Linked DNA regions of Sus scrofa: regions 1 and 3 are each linked to region 2. A link is a contact called in public promoter capture Hi-C data. All regions are on one chromosome and are shown on one strand. Each heading gives the region's core, a stretch centred on a gene start, on an enhancer-like site or on the middle of the called end of the contact. The rest is flanking DNA. Distances are from core to core; before and after follow the strand shown.

Region 1 (3,077 bases), core at 252-2,751, 360 kb before region 2:
TTTTACTTTAAAATTACTGGGAGATTCCTAATTTATTGAGTGGAAAGAAATTTATTCAGATTGAGAAGATTCTTTCACATAAATTCATACAGTCCCTTCATTTTAAGTAGCTTAAGTGCAAAATGAAGATTTTGGTTTTTTTTTGCCAGGCCCGTGGCATGTGGACACTCCCAGGCCAAGGATCGAACCTGACCGCAGCAGGGACAATGCCGGATCCTTAACTGGTAGGCCACCAGGGACCTCTGAGATTGGATTTTAATTGTTTTAGAACTTTAAAGTATTTCCTAACAAGAAAACTTTTAGACAATGTATTATTTGTGCTCTTCTAATTGATAAAAGCAGAGTTGCTGCAGTTGAAAGCTCTCCTGGCTAAGTTTTGACTTTAAGAATAGCTTGAAAACCACATTTAAGTGACATAAAAAAGGTGCAGGGAAGGATAGACTGCCCTATGGTTTGACTGGAGCTGTATGGTTAGACTGCCCTATGGTTTGACTGGAGCTGTATGGTTAACCAATATATGGTGTTCATATCCAAAAAAAGATACCTACACACACACACACACACACACACACACACACAATCAATGTAATGATACTTCCACCTGTCTTCAGTTAGGCCCTCTGTGTATGTGACCTTCATTTAGATGTCAATTTAGAAGAGAATACCAAAGCCTATTCTTCCATAGCACTATGCTTAAATCACCTAAATAATCATTCTTTACACCATCAAACCCAAGCTTTACAGTACCTTGAACAGCACTGTACTTATAAAGCTGGTGGTGATGTGCAATAATAATGATTAATATAAATGACCATTAAGAACTTTTAAGGGTAGTAGAAATTTAGTTGAGACAGTATGTACTCTTGCACTGTACAAGGCGATGAAGATCGGAAGATGTGCCTGCGGGCAAAGACTTGAACTTTGACAATGGAGAGCCTGGTATACACACGGAGTCCAAGGTAGAAGGCAGTCTGTATTATCACCTATGTCTGGGCACAGAGGAGAAGGTCTGACTTAGGGGATGGTCTCCTGTGAAACGAGGGCTCTGCATTTTGCCCTTGTGAATGTAGTATGGTGAATTTTTAAGCTTAAAAATGAAAAACAACCTGATAATCAGAGTGACACTGGCATCACCTAGTGAAGAAGCCTCTCATCTTAGAGTGGGAGAAAAACTGAAGCCCGAGCTAACAGTGCACTTGCCTACTATTATCAGAAATCAGTGGCAGAAGAGTTTTCTGACTCCAGTCTAGTGCTTTCCCACTTGATGAATCAGCCATTAAAGTTTACCGGCAAGATAATCGCGCTTCTTCCCGTCCCTGCACCTGCTCTCTCGGTCTAAGGGCAACTGTGAATAACCTGCCTAGCTCACCTCAGCCCAAATTCCCACCCTCGGAAGAGGTCTGCCCTCATCTGCAGCACCTGACCCTGCCAGAACAAGCCCAGCCCACGCCCATCCTCTGTCGCCGACCTCGGAAGTGACGTAACGGAAGCGGAAAGCTCTGTGGTAGCACTCGACTTCCTGTAGTTAGAGGAGGGGGGGGTGGGGGGCTGGCTCCTCGGTGCGATTGTGTGGGGCGGCCTGGGGCGGCCCCGGAGCGGCTGACCCTCTGCCTGCGGGGACGGGAGTCGCGAGGCGGCAGCCATGGCGGGGTCGGAGAGCCAGCTCAAGAAAATGGTGTCCAAGGTGAGGCCGCGGCGCGCTCGCCGCTCGGCGCGCGCCCACTGCTCCCTTCCGCGCCGCCGGGGCCTGCCCGACCAGTTTAGCCAGCCCCCGGTGCGGGCCCGAAGCCCCGTGTAGTCCCCGGCTGCCCCCGACGCTCCCAGTCCCGGGAAACCTGTCGCCCGGTGCGGGGAATTCCCGGGCCGGGGCCGGCGGGGGGCGGCGACAGTCAACAAAGGCGCAGAGCGGAGGCCGCCTGCCACCTGCCGCCCGCCCTCCTCTCTTCGGGGAGAGAGAGTTTGGAGCAGTCTGAGGGGCAGAATAGTTTCGTCTTACTTTATATCAGCACAAAGAGGGGCTTGAACTTAATTCTCGGTCTGGGGCACTTCTCCACTCATGTCCCAATGTAGGGCTCGTCTGTCTTCGCCCTTCCCTCCCCGCCCTCGGAGATTGTGTCCTTTTCAGTTTGTATTCCTCACGCAGCTCAATAGCCGACCCGCAGGAGATCAGTAACTGTTTGTTGCATTGGTTCAATTATAAGTAAAAACGCCTTGAAAAGCCAAAATACCTGTACCTCACTACCACAGGTGAATAAATAGAATTCCATTACCATTACTTTGATTTGCTGAGAATAACTACCCTTAAATGTATGTTTCTTATTACGCGAATTTATTTGTTTTGAAATGTTTGATTTCCACAGCTCAAGACCAATGTATTTCTTTCATTTTTTTTAAAAAGCCGATAGGCATTTTGTATTTAAAGCTGTGAATTATTTTGACAACCACTTAAAATGAGGCACCTGGTACCAGAGTGAACTTGGGGTTTTGTTTTGTTTTTTTCAATTTACCAAAGCTAATTGGAATAAGATGTATGTGAAGTGGTTGAAAGTTCAGTCTTCTCCAGTTAAACGGGTTAGCTTAGGTACTTTTGTCAAAGCAAGAATGGTAGAAAGCGGTTTAAGCAATTTTCAATATTATTAAAACACGCTGTTATTCATGAACTTATTTATTTGAAAAGTAGACTTTTTCCCCCAGTAAAATAATCCCCCTAGTCTTTGATCGAAAAGCCAATAATTTCTAAAGAGAAAGTAATGGGGTATTTATGTTTGTTTTTTGGCGCTTTTTGGGCGCCGCCTGCAGCATGCTTTTTCTGCGCCAACAGTGACCCAAGCCAGAGAGCAGTGACAACTGCGAGGATCCTTAACTGCCAGGTCACCAGGGAACTCTTCAAATACTGATTTTTAATTTTTTTTAAAAAACACTTATTGGAGTATTGATTTTCAATGTATTAGTTTCAGGTGTACAGTAAGTGAATCAAATATACATAAATATCCATCGTTTTTCCCCATATAGGTTATTACAGAATATTGAGTAGATTTCCCAGTAGATCCTTGTTAGTTATCTATTTTATATACACT
Region 2 (3,365 bases), core at 582-3,081:
TTTAAAAAAGATTGTAAATAGGCAGAGCACAGTGGATTTTTACATCAGTGAAACTAACTATTCTCTGTGATACTATACGGTGGATATATGCCACTATGAATTTGCTAGATCATAGAATGTACAACACTGAGCGAACCCTAATGTAAACTACGGACTCTGGTGAAAATGATGCACCAATGTAGGTTCATGCATTGTATCAACTGTTGCCTTTTTTTTTTTGTCTTTTTAGGGACACACCCACAGCATTTGTAGGTTCCCAGGCTAGGGGTTGAATCAGAGCTACAGCTGCCGCCCTACACCACAGCCACAACAACGTGGGATTTGAGCCGCGTCTGCAACCTACACCACAGATCACAGCAACATCAGATCCTTAACCCACTGAGTGAGGTCAGGGATCGAATCCATGTCCTCATGGATCCTAGTCCGGTTCATTAATGCTGAGCCCTGAAAGGAACTCCTCATTGTATCAAATGTTGTTTATTATATCTGATGGGGAATACTGGTAACGGTGGAGGCTAAGCATGAGTGGTGACAAGGGTTCTATGGAAAAATCTCTGTACCTTCTGCTTATGATTGCTGTGAACCTAAAACTGCTCCAAAAATAAAGTCCATTAAAAAAAGAAAAAGGATTGTGGAAGTCTGCCAGGCCACTTATTAATAAAAACAGTTGGATATTTTTCTGAATTTCATTTTAAGGTATTTTTTGGCTACTTAAAATTGGTAATTTGCTGTGATTTCTTTTTTCTCATTCTAAATAAATATTTCCTATTGTAACTAATTTAATATTTGTACGTTTGTACTGTTCTCCCTAAAAGGGGCTTGTGAAATTGCATAATTCAGGCCCCACAAAACTCGGGTCTGCCCCTGCACATAAGATGAAAAAACGTTTATAATTATTTGAGCCAAGGATCCAATTGTATTTTATGTACTAACAGAGTGTTTTTTCTCCAGTTTTAATATACTTTAGAACTTCTACAAGTGCTATTGCTGTGTAACTGGAACTTAAATTCAGTAGAAATTTTACCATCATCTGTTCATGATTTTGAGAAGCAGGGTCCTGATGGAACCACAACTCTGTCATTCGGCATTTACAAATGTTGGGCTCACAGTGCTTTAATGTATATGGAACAAAATTGGAGATTTTTATTGTGCCTTCTAGCACAGTTGTGCCTGAACATTTAAAACATTAACATACATATTATTTAAATTAATTTTATTTTTGGTTTTTGTAAGGAAACCGTATTGAAATTATTGAAATTACGTGTTGAGGTAGGTTAATGATCTGTAAATTTCATTTCGTTAAAGTTAAGTGGTATCATTAAATATTTGCTGTGGGGTGCAGGGGAGCACTGGGTTTGAGGTTGAGTACCAACCGACGAAATAGAAGCAGGAACTGAATGTACAGGGAGTTGTCATACTGACGTTCTTACTGCTGACTTTCGTCTTTCCCAGGGTTCCGATCACACCTGGGGGAAGAATGAAACGGATGAGAGTGGTAATATTGCCCAGAGATCAGAGAGCGGATAGCTTTGCATCTGTACCGGTCATTGTCCTGTTTCCTGCCTTCCACTCTCGTCCCTTCCAATCAAGCTAAGAGCTCCTGGAGACATGGAGTAGCTGGTTCAGTTAGGGTGACAAACAACAATTATGAAAATAACTGCACTGAGGTCCTGGATAGAGCGTTGAGGACCATCAAGTCTTTCCCAGCCTGATGGGCATATTGGGCGGACCCTTAGCCTGATGGGCGTACTGGGCCGCACTTAGGGTGCCGGGCAACAGGGGGCGCTGTGACAGGAGCCGCGCCGGGCCCTCTGGCACCTCGAGGCCTCTCGCCTCCTCCCGCGGCTTCCGGAGCGGCTCCCGCGCGCCAGAGGCGTCATGGACAGAAACCCTTCGCCGCCGCCGCTCAGTGGGGACGAGGACAAAGAGGAGGCGGCCGGGGGTGACTGCATTGGCAGCACCGTGTACAGTAAGCACTGGCTCTTCGGCGTCCTCAGCAGGCTCATCCAGGTGCGGAAACTCGCGCCTCTCATGGGCTCATCGTACGTTCCCCTAGACTCTCGCCCCGCCTCTGGCGGCCCCCTCCAGCCTTGGGAGCCGCGGTCCCCACGGCGACCCCTTCCCAGGCCCCAGAGGCTGGGTCTCACCCCTTGCGTCCTGGCGGTCTCCGCGGACCCCAAAGCTGCCGGGATCCACTCCCTGTTACGCCCAACACAAAAGGAATTGTAATTGCAGGGATGCTGAATGCTTGCAGTTAAAATATTTTACTTTTGCAAATTTTCCAAAAAACATGACCATGTAAACACATTGCTAGGTTTTTGCTCGCCATTCCACTGTAATTCTGGAATCCCAGGTCCTAACTGAGAAATCTCTTGGACTTAAAGTTGTAGAATAAATGCCGATTTTGAAGTCGTACAACCCAGATACCAAAAGCGAGGCTTGCCCTGTGTGACTTTGAGCAAGTCGCCTAGCCGATTTCTTTCTCGGTTTCTATAAAGTGGGATGATAACATATATGTTATTTTATATAGGGTTAATGTGTAGATGAACTAATATTATAGTGGTCATAGAGTGCTTACCATAGTGTTTGCCTTACAGGAGCCTCTCAGTAAATGTGAACGTTCTTATGTTTCCCTTACTTTTTCCCCTACTTCCAATCACTGTCCTCTCTAGCGCATCTTCTACACAGCTGCCAGAATTAAAAAAAAAAAAAAAAAAAGTTGTCCTTGGGAACTCATCATACTTTCCTTTGCCTTCAGGAGAAAAATGCAGCTTTCTTTGCTTGGGCTCTTTGCAACATTTTCAGATTCACCTGCCCATGACACACTAAACTGTTCAACATTCCCCACACATGCTAGGCCCTTTCTTGATTCTGAACTCTTGTATTTTCTTCTTACGCTCTTCTCTCTTCTTCACATGAAAACTCCACTTCCTCCTCAGAGATTTAGCCTCATTATCACCTCCTAAGAGAAGCTGGGAAGACTTCTTCCAGACTTAGGTCATTGGTCCATCATTTTTATTCTTACAGTTCTTTGTCCGTAATTCATTTGAATCTCTTTGCCTTTTCTGTTGTATCAGTTTGTGTGTCTTTTCCCCACTAGATCCTAAACTATTTGAAAGCAGGGGATTAAATCTTATTCATCTTTGCATTTCTACCCCAGTGCCTAACAACAGTATTTACCCAAGGTACCCAGGGTATTATTATTATTATTTTTGCTTTTTAGGGCCACACCTGCGGCATATGGATGTTCTCAGGCTAGGGGGCAAATCGGAGCTGTAGCTGCTGGCCTACACCACAGCCACAGCAATGCAGGATCCGAGCCGTGTCTGTGACCTACACCACAGCTCACTGCAACGTCAGATCCT
Region 3 (3,238 bases), core at 330-2,829, 450 kb before region 2:
GCGTTGCTATGAGCTGTGGTGTAAGTCGCAGACATGGCTTGGATCTGGCATTGCTGTGGCATAGGCCGGTGGCTACAGCTCCGACTAAACCTCTAGCCTGGAAATGTCCATATGCCTTGGGTTCGGCCCTAAAAAAACAAAAACAAGCAAACAAACAAAACCCAACTCTGCTAAAAACCATGCTTCTTTGGAGGAGTTCCTCAGAGCTTTCTGAGAGATTATCTCTTGGGCTGTAGTCTGTAGTTTGACCTGAATAAAACCTTTTTTATTCCTATTATGGATTGTTTACTGCTTATTTCTATCAACATTATGAATTTGGGGGGACATACAACTTATCCTGTAATAGCCAGGTACTAATTTACAGTTCTTATATGCAATATTTTACAGCAATTCTATCACTGCTATTTTACCATCCTAAACTGAGGTACAGAGAGAGGGGAAGCTCTTGCCTAAGGTCCTGCAATAGCTAGGATTCAAGAAGGCTGGGGCTTGAACCCTGAAAACCAATCACCACAAGTTTATGGAGTGCTAAACAATGAGTTGGAGCTGGCCCGGCAAAGGTTAAAGGGTGCATACCAAGCAGATGGGATTATTTGGAGAGGGCCTGGAGTGGAAGAGTTTGGCACTTCTAATAGAATGATAGAATCAGGCTGATGATGTTAAAGAGGGCCAGGGTCAATCATAGAAGTTCTTAACAGGATAGGGCAGCATTGAGATTTTGATCTTCTGAGTTTCTGCTGTGGCCCAGTGGGTTAAGAAAGCTGCTTGGACTGCAGCAGCTCTGCTTGCTGCAGAGGTACTGGTTTCATCCCCTGGCCCTGCACTGTGGCGTAGGTCCCAGAGGAGTTGGATTCAATCCCTAGCCTGGGAACTTCCATATACTGCAGATGCAGACATTTAAAAAAAAAAAAAACAAAAAAGATTAAAAAAAATTTTTTTTTGTCTTTTTAGAACCTGCAGCATATGGAGGTTCTCAGGCTAGGGGTCAAGTGGAGCTACAGCTGCCGGCCTATACCACAGCAACAGCAACATGGGATCCAGGCCGAGTCTGCAACCTACCCCACAGCTCACGGCGTTGCCAGATCCTTATCCCACTGAGCAACGCCAGGGATGGAAACTGTGTCTTTATAGATACTAGTCGGATTCATTTCTGATGAGCTATGGTGTTAACTTGAAGATCTGTTAACCACTAAATGATGACTCTGAATAGAGAACCACAGGAAGGACATTGTAAAATCTTAGTTTTAATTTTTAAGAGATGAGGAACCTATCATCTGTTTTTTCAATATATTAGACCCAAGCTCCCATATAACTCACAATCTCCAGAGGGTGAAATATTTATAGTTGGTCTCCTGCAAGTGTAAACTACTTAAAATGGATAGTTATGTATTTGAAAGGAATACAGAGCATCCGAGATCAATGTGCTCTGTGGGGCTCCCCAGAGGGAATAAAAACTTAATCTTGGTCTATTGCTTGGGCAGCCTTAAATGGAGAAATGTAGTCAGGGCCACGCTTCAGCATTAAAACTTGGGTTGAAATAGTAAGACAGGCTTTGCCTAATCTTTTAAAACAGTTTTACTGAGATAATTTACATACCATAAAATTCACATGTTTTTTAGTGCACGACTTTTTAGTAAAATAACAGCACAGCCATCAGCACAATCCAGTTTCCAAGAATTTCCATCACACCAAAATATCCCTACTGTTTGCTGCCAATCTGGCTTGTTCTTACCCACAGACCCAGGTCTGCCTAATTAGTGTATTTTACTGACCTCAGATAACTCTTTCTCCCCCGCCTCCCCTCTCTTTTTCTTTTTTTTAAAGGTCGAGCCCAGGGCACACGGAAGTTCCTCAGCCGGGGATGGAACTCGCACCGCAGCAGCCACCCAAGCCGCTGCACTGAAAATGCTGGGTCCTTAATCCGCCACACCACAAGACAACTACCCCAGATGACTCTTTAAAGGAACTCAGAACTGGCCTCCCAAAGAATATTAATATGAATATGGGGCATATTTGTATTTCATCAGTGCGCCAAGTGTATCCAGGCTGGGTCTGTATGTGAGAAATTTCTTCATCCACTGAACAAAACACTGTTGCCTGCCCTACGCGCGGGGCTTATCTAAAGGAGACTAAAGCTGTAAGCGGGCTCCCCTGTACACGGCACACGTGCATTAGTGTAGGAGGTGAGCACACACCCTCTGCCAGCACGCGATGAGTAATGTGTACCCAAGACAGTCGGGGCCGTGTGCGCCTGCGCGGTTCCGCGAGTACCTACAAACGGGTAACTGAAACCCCTGCTCGAGACCTGTCGGTTTGGCGGTTGGGGCGCCGCCGTCTCGAACCTGAGCATCCACCCGTGATTCCCAGGGAACCCAGGCCGGGTAGGTAATCCCTCATCCCCTTGCTTCCCCTACGTAGAGCTCACAACGAGCAAAATCGGCAGGCCTCGCGCCAGGGTTGCTAGGAGAGCCGCTGTCTTTAGCCACACCCCGTAATTTACCAGGCCGAGTCTCCTTACATGTAAGGATTAGACCCGCCCCCTTGAGCCGACGCCAGCAGCCACGTAGTACGTTTCTACGTGTCTCGAGCCTAAAAGCGGAAGTTACACCAAAGACTCGCGAGGGAAGCGGCGGACCTGAAATGGTATTGGGCGCTGAAGGGAAGGGGGCGGGCAGACGGCATTGCTAAGCGCCGGAAGTGGTCTTGCATAGGAGGGGTAGGAGAGAGGCTAGCCAAGCAGTTCATTCGGCTGTTGCTGGTCGCCTCGGTAAGGCGTGTTTCCACCGCTCTCCGAGCGTCTGGCCCAGTTCTCCGCCTCGGCCAGAATGGACTTCAGGGAGATTCTCCTGATAGCTTCCAAAGGACAGGGTGTCAATAATGTGCCAGTAAGTACCAGCCGGAGCGCGACTGTAGGAGTGCTTCAAGTTCTTGTTTGGTCTTCAAGTTTGGACTGTGTGGTTCGTGGAACTTCCAGGCATCCTCTTATCGGCTCTGGGAGAGGAAAGATCTGGACGCCGGTTTTGGGGGGTTTTTGTTTGTTTCATAGGTTTTTTTGTTTGCTTGTTTGTTTTTTCTCTCTCTTTGGCATGTACTTCTGTAACTGGGGGGGGGGTCAAGACGGGATTGAGACGCGAGGCGGGAACCTTCTGACGAGCGGGTTTGGCTTGTTTAGGCTTAGTGACCCCTGTTTTGGGTGCTGTAGAGTTGCGTGAAACCTGGTGAGTGGAGCCGTACCTGG

What was found. Promoter capture Hi-C pulls out the DNA fragments that hold promoters and counts their contacts.
Region 1: a contact with region 2 is called in a promoter capture Hi-C map of fetal liver, with 3 times the contacts expected there. The contact joins the promoter of TSG101 here to the promoter of SAAL1 in region 2. A contact is called at or near these places in 1 of 5 promoter capture datasets (fetal liver) and 2 of 2 datasets of contacts at active chromatin or transcription factors (alveolar macrophages and skeletal muscle).
Region 3: a promoter capture Hi-C map of fetal liver shows a contact between it and region 2, with 2.1 times the contacts expected there. The contact joins the promoter of SPTY2D1 here to the promoter of SAAL1 in region 2. A contact is called at or near these places in 2 of 5 promoter capture datasets (fetal liver and liver).

What each region holds. Positions count from the first base shown.
Region 1 is chr2:40,671,686-40,674,762 of Sscrofa11.1, forward strand. TSG101 (tumor susceptibility gene 101 protein) reads left to right here and starts at 1,502. Exons shown (of 16, transcript XM_021083264.1): 1 at 1,502-1,684. The coding sequence starts at 1,643. UEVLD (ubiquitin-conjugating enzyme E2 variant 3) reads left to right here. Exons shown (of 12, transcript XR_002341551.1): 12 at 1-16.
Region 2 is chr2:41,026,842-41,030,206 of Sscrofa11.1, forward strand. It overlaps SAAL1 (protein SAAL1), which reads left to right and starts at 1,832. Exons shown (of 11, transcript XM_013994508.2): 1 at 1,832-2,010. The coding sequence starts at 1,879.
Region 3 is chr2:40,580,237-40,583,474 of Sscrofa11.1, forward strand. SPTY2D1 (protein SPT2 homolog) reads left to right here and starts at 1,580. Exons shown (of 6, transcript XM_021083260.1): 1 at 1,580-2,381.